Linked DNA regions of Mus musculus: region 1 is linked to region 2. The links are chromatin contacts, called in public HiChIP or PLAC-seq maps. All regions are on one chromosome and are shown on one strand. Each heading gives the region's core, a stretch centred on a gene start, on an enhancer-like site or on the middle of the called end of the contact. The rest is flanking DNA. Distances are from core to core; before and after follow the strand shown. Region 1 overlaps Gm41429 (a long non-coding RNA gene). Region 2 overlaps Tango2 (transport and golgi organization 2).

Evidence for each region. HiChIP or PLAC-seq counts read pairs in DNA pulled down with a chosen protein or histone mark.
Region 1: a contact with region 2 is called in an HNF4G HiChIP or PLAC-seq map of pancreatic cancer cells. The contact joins two enhancer-like sites. A contact is called at or near these places in 1 of 39 promoter capture datasets (cranial neural crest), 1 of 115 datasets of contacts at active chromatin or transcription factors (pancreatic cancer cells) and 1 of 9 other capture datasets (pancreatic islet).

The regions. Positions count from the first base shown.
Region 1 is chr16:18,703,336-18,708,007 of GRCm38.p6, forward strand. The region is part of intron 1 of Gm41429 (a long non-coding RNA gene); the gene reads left to right. Among named protein-coding and RNA genes, the nearest start is that of Gm41429, 8.9 kb to the left of the region's middle. Within about 2 kb of position 2,191, at least 63 of the 459 cell types and tissues checked have an H3K27ac peak or open chromatin away from gene starts, as enhancers often do. A contact at or near this core is called in pancreatic cancer cells, where this site is marked.
Region 2 is chr16:18,336,850-18,341,521 of GRCm38.p6, forward strand. The region is part of intron 1 of Tango2 (transport and golgi organization 2); the gene reads right to left. Among named protein-coding and RNA genes, the nearest start is that of Tango2, 4.7 kb to the right of the region's middle. Within about 2 kb of position 1,637, at least 10 of the 459 cell types and tissues checked have an H3K27ac peak or open chromatin away from gene starts, as enhancers often do. A contact at or near this core is called in pancreatic cancer cells, where this site is marked.

The sequences.
Region 1 (4,672 bases), core at 941-3,440, 370 kb after region 2:
TCCCCAGGGGAACTCTGTGCAGAGCGAAGCTGGGTGTGGTGGTGAAGTCTTTCGTCCCAGTGCTCAGGTGGGATTCTTCGAAGCTGAGGCTAGCCTGGTCTACAGTAGTGATAGTGAGCTCCAGGTAAGAGTCTGATTCAGGCTTATAAGGCGTTCCCTTCCTTTGCAGAGGGGCAGGGGTCGAGAGGCACCGCCCTCCTCTGGGGATTGCTTGGTGCTCCTATGCGTTCCCTCCTGCCCCAGACCCTTAGCTCTTTTGGGTGTATATTTTATTTCATATGATTTTTTTTTCTGTTGTCAACAACAAAAAGAAAGGAAGGAAGGAAGGAAGGAAGATGGTTGATAACCATAATTGCTGGAAATCAGTAAAAGTTTCTGTATGAAAATGTGATTCTGAGAAATTCGCTTCTACAGTTCTGTGAGCATAGGAGAGTGTCTGCAGGTCTTGGGAGGTGCAGAGACATACAGAGCTTGGACAGGGGTGTTGGTGGCACAGAGGCGGGGTGAAGGCTTAGTGTGGGGTTCTGAGCTGTGAGCATTGTGGGGCCTGGCCACCTGCTCTACCCTATTTCTGGGATTTAAGCTTCAGAACTGGGCACAATCTCAACCATTATCCTCTGCTGCAGAATGAAAACCTCCCCAGCCTTGATAAGCAGGAAGGGAGGTCACCTCACCCGCTCTGGGAACCTGCAGCCTCCACCTGCTGAGGGGCTGGCTCTCTGGAGAAGGGAACACATACCACAGGGGACACCCCTTCACTCTCCTGTGCATAAACACCCTCTCCGCTGGAGAGCTGCCTAACTTTTCTATGGGGTTAGCACTTCTGTCTAGTAGGTCGCACTTGGGCTGCTCTGTCTGTCTGTGGATCTTGTCTCTGGTTTCCATGGTTCGTGTAACAAGTGGGACTCTTGAAGTCAAACAGGTGGGAGGTGTTCCTTGACCACGCATGTGTGGGATGCCATCTGCCTGCAGTCCCACTAGCACCCGAGGCTGACCCCAGGCTCACCAGCGTGTGGCTGGTCACTAGCCCGATGGGAACACGGCACAGAGGCAAGTGTGGCGAGTCACTACCTAGGCAGAACGGGAAGGAGCACATGAAACAGGCTGGCATTGAACTTGACAGAGATGGCAGAGATTAAGAAGGCAGGGAGAACAATGGGGGGAAAGCCAGAACCAGGGGTTTGAGGAGAAACTGTAGGGGCTGCTGAGGCAGAGCTTTCCTGAAGGGAAAAAGAACAGTAAGAAAAACAAACTCCATTTCACAGAGGCAACAATAGAACAATCTTGCTTCTTCTGCCCTCAAGTTTATTGGCCTCCAGAGGCTCTGTGCTTCCAAAGATTAGCCTTCCCCTGGGAAATTAGGAAGCAAATATTAGTTCTCCTCTCATGAGGTCATTCCTTGTAGAACGCTTCCTCGGGAGCTCTGCGCTGCTTGGCTTTCGAAGCCCCATGCCCACCCGGAGTTTCAACCTGGAGTCAGGGAAAGGCTTAGAAATTATCTTTGAATCCCAGGAAGACAAAACAGGAATGGCCTCAAGCAGGGCTTCCTTCTGAAACCTGGGGAAATGGCTACTTCTGCCTGGCCTGAATTCAGGGGAACAGTGCACCCCACCTGCTCCGACTGGCAGTTAAGGAGGGCCACATTGAAGGCAGCAGACTCCCAGCTGTGCTGGCGGGACAAAGCCTTGATTTTTTTTTTTTAAATCTCTGATTAGTCATTGTGTATAAGAAATGTTTTGAGTTAAAATAATATACAAGAATTTCCTTAGAAAAGAAAATACACACGCTCATTTTTTGGATCCACTTAACACACTTAGCAAAAGGACATTTGGAACAACATGACACGTCTTAGCTTCGGAGAAGGGTGGGGTGGACTCATGCCATCACAATGGAGATGGATGTGTGGTTTATTGGCCTCTCAGCCACACACAGGTGAGTGACAGGCCACTGTTATTCAACTGTTTAATGCCAGCTTCTCATAAATCAAGGTGACGCCTGAAAAGATTGAGTCTTTAAATCAAACTGCCTTTTCCTATTTCGAATATAATTTGGGCTGTTGCCAAGGACTCTGGGAAACAGAGGACTACAAGTGCCATTTCAACAAGAAACACACCCATTTAGGACCGGATGCAGAGCTCAGGGCTCCGGACCACTTGCCAACAGAGTTTCACAGTCACATGACAGTGACATACTGCTAATGGGGTTAGCAAGTGACTCATGGTCTCATATCTGGAGAATGAAGACTGGGGTGGGTGTTAGCTTCCAGGACCGCCATAACCAACATGCCAGTATGACAGACTGCCCCGTGGGAATGACACACATTTATTTTCTCCCAGTTCTGCACACTGGAAGCCTGAGGTAAATTTGGGCAAGATCAGCTGCTCCTGAGGCCTGGTTGATGGCCGTCTTTCTGTGTTCACATGGGTCTTCCCTCTGTGTGAGTGTACCCTGATCTCTTGTAACCACACCAGTTGTATTGCTCACAGCTGGAGGTAACACAGTGAGAGCACACTCAGAACCTGTTTACTGAGAGGGGCCGGCCGTCTTATCCTCAGGCTTGCCTTGAGGTTTTGATCATTTTGCTCAGCTTGCTGAGTGCTGGGAACACAGGCATGTGCCGCAACGGATGGCTTTATTTTATTTTATTTTTATTATTCTCTTATTTATTTTACTTACAATTCAGAGTCAGGCCCTTATTTGTAGGCTGACCTATATTTCTGTTTCTTTTGTTGTTGTGTTCTTTTCCTGGGATGGCCTCACTGTGTAGCCCCTCTGGCTTTGGATTCATATTTATCTTTTTGCTGCAGCTTCCTATGTTCTGGAGTTACAGGCATGAACCACCATGACCCATTAAGACATAATTCATTTTTAGCTGAGTCAGTTGTGTAAAAGCTGCCCTGCCGGGAATCTGACACTTTAGCATAGAGTGGTGAGTGCTGTGCAGATGAGCTGGTAGAGGACTGTATTTGAGGCAGGAAACTTCCTGCTGATGGAGAAGGTCTGGGGTGGAAGTGGGGACAGTGACAAGCTGGGCAAACAACCCAGGAGATCTGATTCCCTGCAGCTAAGCATGAGGCTGGGTTCAGCGGCTGACTTTCTTCCTCCAGCGCACCTGAATCCTAGGTGTCCCTGGGGGCTTAACTAGTTCCAGGGCCATCTTTGGGGATAGCCCAGTAATGAGTCTTCTTGGCCTACAGGGTGGAGGTTTGTGTGGAGCTGGGTGGAAAGGAGAAGAGCAGAGTAGAGCTCCCTGTGTCTGGGCCTGGTGGTCCCAGGTTCTTGGCATCTTATTCAAGAATGAAAATAAGATGCATGCAGGTTGCAAAGTAGCAAGAATACTTTATCCAAAGCAAAGTAATAACACAGATTATAAAGTCAACACTGTCAAGTGAGGATGCCCAAGGGCCTCGGGTCACTGCCTGGGTTAAACTTCTTATTGAAGTGGAATGTGTGTATAGCTCAGTGCAGACAAGGGTCCTCAGCTACTAACAGGTTGCTAGGTGCATTGTTTGCAGTAGGGTATGCATGCATAGTATGTGCAGGCAAGGGTGTCAGGGTGTCAAATGTATTAGTAGAAGGGCATGCATAAAAGCATAGCTTAAACCAAGTGGAAATTCAGTTACTAAACTACTCCCTATGCTTGATGCCTCAATGTTCAGGAGGGATAAATGGGGGAAGCAGGAGTGGTTTTGCACTGAAAGCCTTGGCAGAGCTTGGATTTCAGTCATGAATGTAAGCATCTGAAAAGGGCCTTGGCCCAGCTCTGTCTTCTCTTCCTATAGTGGTGAGGGGGGAAGGAGCACAGAGCCTGCTGCTCTGACTCCCAAGAACCCAGGGGAGACCACAGCCTCAGATGCACAGGCCCTAGAGAGACCACTTCTCATACATGTTATGACAAAGTTTAATTTAGAAATTGGACTCAGTAAAACCTAACAGCAATAGCTAGCAATAAACTAGAACAATAGTAATAATAAACTGTAATGGAAGTTATATGACTGTGGTCTCTCTCAAAGTTATACCCCCCAATCCCCTGACCTTCTTCTTTCTTCCTGCACATGAGGTCATGCTATGCAGGCCAGGCTGGCTTCAAATTCACAACCCTCCTGACTGTGTTTCCCGGGTACTGGGACTATAGGCATTATTTGTTTGCGTGTATATATACATATACCTGCAATGGCCCAGTGATGAGCACTGCCGTCCACAGCACTCTCTTGCCAGTTTGGGGATTGGCCACATACCAGGCAGTCTAGACAGCACTTTGGGTTGCCACATAGCTCCATCTAAAATGTGTACAGTCTCGGGGACAGGCTGTTCATTGGATGTTCAAGGTGGGTGAGGATATGAGGAGCAGGCAGTGTGACATTTGAGGGGCATGGCTGACCATGCCTCACTTTGCCATCAGTAAGTGCTATGGAGAAGAAAAAGGTGGTACTCATTTGCTGTCTGTCACCCAGCTCACACTCGGGAAACTTTTGTTGCTTCTAGTCCCTCCTGATGTTGGCATTCGGGGCTTTGCTTGCTGTGTCCCACATTGCTAGATCAGCAAAAGATCCTAATTGAAAAGTTGAGCTGGCATGGTGGTACACACCTGTAATCCTAACACTGGGAGAAGGACACAGGGGAATTAGAAGTTCAAGGTCCTCCTTGGCTACATAACAAGTGCGAACGTTAG
Region 2 (4,672 bases), core at 387-2,886:
CTGTACTGCAGCAGTGAGAACTAAACTAACAGAGTCGTTCTGTACTCGCATGGTAGTCTATATACAGAACTCTACCACTTGGGAGATAAGACAGGAAGATCAGAAGGTCAAGGTTATCTTCAGCCATTTTTCAGTTTAAGGTCATCCTGGAATACAGGAGACCTTAGCTTAAAAAAGGTATCTTCTAGAAGCCTAGCTGGATCATCGATGCTGCAGTGTCTGGGAGAAATGAGGACACGTTAATTAAACACTTGTGCCCCCATTCTGACTCTCTCAGTGGTTAAAAACAAGGCACCCGGGAGCTGGTGAGATGGCTCAGTGGTTAAGAGTGCCGACCGCTCTTCCGAAGGTCCTGAGTTCAAATCCCAGCAACCACATGGTGGCTCACAACCATCCGTAACAGAATCTGATGCCCTCTTCTGAAGTATCTGAAGACAGCTACAGTGTACTTACATATAATAAACAAACAAACAAACAAATAAATCTTTAAAAACAAAACAAAACAAACAAACAAACAAACAAAACAAGGCACCCAAGGAACTGAATTCTCCCAGGGATCTCCAGCTGGACGAAAGCCCAGGGACAACCCAGGGAAACAGTCACCGTGTCAGATGACCTCACGAGAGAGACTAGCCTGGTCAGACAGGCTTAGTGTCCTTGCTGGACTGCTTAGTAACACTTCCTTCCTTCTCTTTAAACTGTTAGGGACCCTCATTGTTAGGGACCCTGCAATGAATGTTAGAGCTGAGAGGCTGCCCCTGTGGAGGGGATCAGCCAGGCTTTACAGGCTACCGAGCACCTTCCCTAAACTGTTAAGGCATGTGCATGTGGCAGCCCTGAGATAAGGCGGAATGCTAGGATTCGTTTCCTAAATCATAACCTTATTCACTGATCCGCTGCGTTCGGAGGCCCTTCTCTAAAGATTACTAACACAAGGACAACTACACAATATTACAGCTTCCCCTGCCAGTGCCTTCAAGGACACGGATCACCTACATCTGTCTCAGAGCACCTGATGGAACAGGCCTTATGGGTAAGCATGGGATGGGCAAGCTACTCGGCCTCTGTCCTTCTTCCCAGTGTGGCCGCAAAGCAGAAACCTTTTACTGCTTTTCACTATTAACTTAGGTCTTTAATTTTTTAAAATTTATTTATTTTATGTATAAGAATCTTATTAATTTATTAGTATAAGTGTCTGTATATATGTCTGTGTACATCATGTATGTCTATGGATAGTTGTGAGCTATCATGTAGGTGCTGGGAACAGAACCTGGATCCTCTGTGAGAACAGCAAGAGCTTTTAACAGCTAAGCCATTTCTCCAAACCTTTCATTTGAATCTTTTAATTAGTTTATTGAGGACAGTGGTGGAACTTGGCTTGTTGGGACAAATGCTGTGGTTCTAAGTCCAAAAATAACACTATCCCTATTAGCCATGCCAGTGTGCCAGTAGACCAAGAAGCAACACAGTAAGGAGGTCCATAGCTTCAAAACCTTATGTTCGTGTGGTGCTGGAGATGGAACCACAGCATCATACATGCCTAAGGTTGCTTACAAGCACTCGATCTACTGCCCTGCCCTGGAGCAGCACACAATGGCAAATAACAAGTCCCTGCCTGGGAGCAGCAACAAGCAGATAGCAGCCAAGAGAGCAAACATCACCGTCTTTTTTGTCAGTGACTCGTCTATTAGTCAGGGTTCTCTAGGATCACCGAACTTATGGAATGTCTTCATAAAGGGAATTTCTTATGATGACTTACAGTCTGTAGTTCAACTACCCCAACAATGGTCAGCTGTAAATGGGAAGTCCAAGAATCTAGTAGTTGCTCAGTCCTACGAGGCTAGTTGTTTCAGCTGGTCTTCTGTAGAAGTAGACTGCAAGAGATGTGCTGGAAGTAAATGCAAGCAAACGAAGAAGAACGAATTTTTCTTTCCAATGTCCTTATGTAGGTCTCCAGCAGAAGGTGTGGCCCAGATTAAAGGTGTGTACCACCATACCTGGATCCAGAACAAATTTTGTCCCAGGCTGACCTTGAACTCAGAGATCTTGCCTTAGTCTCCTGAGATTAAAGGTATGTATTGGGCTGGTGAGATGGCTCAGCCTGTAAGCACTGACTGCTCTTCAGAAGATCCTGAGTTCAAATCCCAGCAACCACATGGTGGCTCACAGCCACCTGTAATGAAATCTGATGCTCTCTTCTGATGCGTCTCAAGTCAGTTACACTGTACCTATGTATAATAATAAATAAATCTTTTAAAAAAATAAAAAGATAAAGGTGTGTACTACCCTATCTGGGCCTAAGATCTAGTGGGCTTTCAGATCCATTCAAGATCTTCATGCCAAGATCCAGGTCAGAAACTTGTGTCTTCCAGCCTCATGATCTGGATCACATGTGAGCCCTCCAATTCTGGACGGTAGCTCATTCCAGATATAGACAACTTGACAACCAGGAATAACCATTACAGACTAGATATAAGCAAGACCTGTCCATGGTGTCAGAAGGCAGACAGAACCATCTGGTCTCAGGGACAGTGTTGTGACAAGAAGAAGCAGATGCCTGGGCGACAGCAGTGGCTTTTGTCTCTGCCTGTGAATGGACTGGCTTCCTAATAGAATCCATCAAGTATGATGCTGAAAACCTGTGTGCCTGCCGTTGGCATGTTTCAAGACAAAGAAAGCTGCCTACTTCCAAAGAGCCCTAGAAGAAAACTCAGAAACCTTGCTCTCCCCATACTGATATATGCAGCAGAAACCAAGAGAGAATGAGCCGATGTCATGGCACAGAACACAGAGGCACAGGGCAGAGCACAAGTGGACTGTCTTATTTACCTGAGCACCGTGCAACATAACCCAGGACCTTGAAAAAAAGCAAGCAGGGTATGTGAACAGAAAGGTGGCAATGTGGGGCACACACAAAGGAACAGGAGTGATGTTTTTCTGACTTCCCAGCTGGAGAGCTAACAATTTGAGACAGTCTATCAGGGGTGTCTGGATCAAGGCTTTGGGCAGAGGCTTTGGGGCTCATGCAATCAGCTGACAACTTCAATGACAAGGAGTAAAAATATCAGTCTGAAAAAGATGGTCAGTGGCCAGGTCCTGCAGCCAAGTCACTGCTGGCTGTAGTAGCTCCTGGGGGTGAAGCTGTTCTTTTGGGCAGGACAAGACAGGAAGAAACTTCCGATGTGATGGGCTGTGATCTGGGCTCCAGGGAGTGCCAGCAGAAGAGGTAAACACATATGGAACACAGTGTCACCATTCCTGAGACCTTGGCTGAGAAATCCCCAGGCAACCAATCAGCTGCAGCACCCTCCTCTCCTCCCATCTTGGCAGCCAGAGCTCTGTAAGCCTATGCTGCTCAATCCAGCTGTTCCACAGCAGTTCACCATGACAAATTGTCTCCTGTGATACCTTCTCCTCAGATCTCCCCAATGCTCTGAAGACATTAATTCAACCTCACACCAGGGTGTCATTCACAGTTCAAAGGAATAGCACAAACCAAACATACTATGGGCTTGACAGAAAGCTTGATACAGGGCTGGCAAGCATTTCAGTTTTCTCTTGGTAGGAAGCCCAGCCTGTCCCTTGCCCCCACAATAGCGACAGGCCTGGCCCTCAGGTGGCTTCTATCACCTCATTTTGTATTAAATAATAAATACATAAAATAGGATATTCTGTTTAGTTTGTTTGTTTGTTTTTTGAAACAGGAGCCCTGGCTGATCTAGAACCAGACAAAATATGGCATTTCTTTTTTAAAAAAAAGGGGACGGGGTGGGCTAGAGAGATGGCTCAGTGGATAAGACTGCTCTTTCAGAGGTCCTGAGTTCAATTCCCAGCAACCACATGGTGGTTCACAACCATCCGTAATGGGATCTGATGCCCTCTTCCGGTGTGTCTGAAGACAGCTACAGTATACTCATATACATAAAATAAATATATCTTTAAAATAATTTATTTATGCATCTGATAGTTAGCTTACATGCATGCCTATGTGTACCATATGCATTCCTGGTGCCTGCAAAGGTCAAAGAGGATGTCAGGTTTCCTGGAAGGCGCTATCTGGTTGCTAGGAGCCAAACCCAGAACCTGTGCAAGAACAAGTGGCACTCGGGAGGCAGAGGCAGGCGGATTTCTGAGTTTGAGGCCAGCCTGGTCTACAAAGTGAGTTCCAGGACAGCCAGGACTATACAGAGAAACCCTGTCTTGAAATAAACAAACAAACAAGAACAAGTGCTTTTAACTATAGAGCCATCTCTAGCTCACAGCTTCTCCAGAGAGGATAGAGGCAAGCACTAAGACACCTTGCCAGTAGACACAAGTGTCAGCAGTATACCATGGGAGTAGTTGCTGGGACATGGAGGCATTTTTTTTTTTAAGTTTGTATACATGACTTTTGAAATCTCAAAGGGGAGCTGGGTGTAGCATGCACACCTGTGATCCTCCAACCTAGGAGGCAGAGACAGGAGGATGGCCAATTCAATGTCAGCCTAGGTGACATAGCAAGACACACACACACAGACACACACACACACAGACACACACACACACAGAATATTAAAGTTGACAGCACCCTGGAGGCCAAGAAATAAGACAGCCAGGAGCTCAAGGCCAGCCTGGGCAACATAGCAAGTTCTAGTCTCATCAAGACTATATTGCCTCAAAGAACAAACAATGA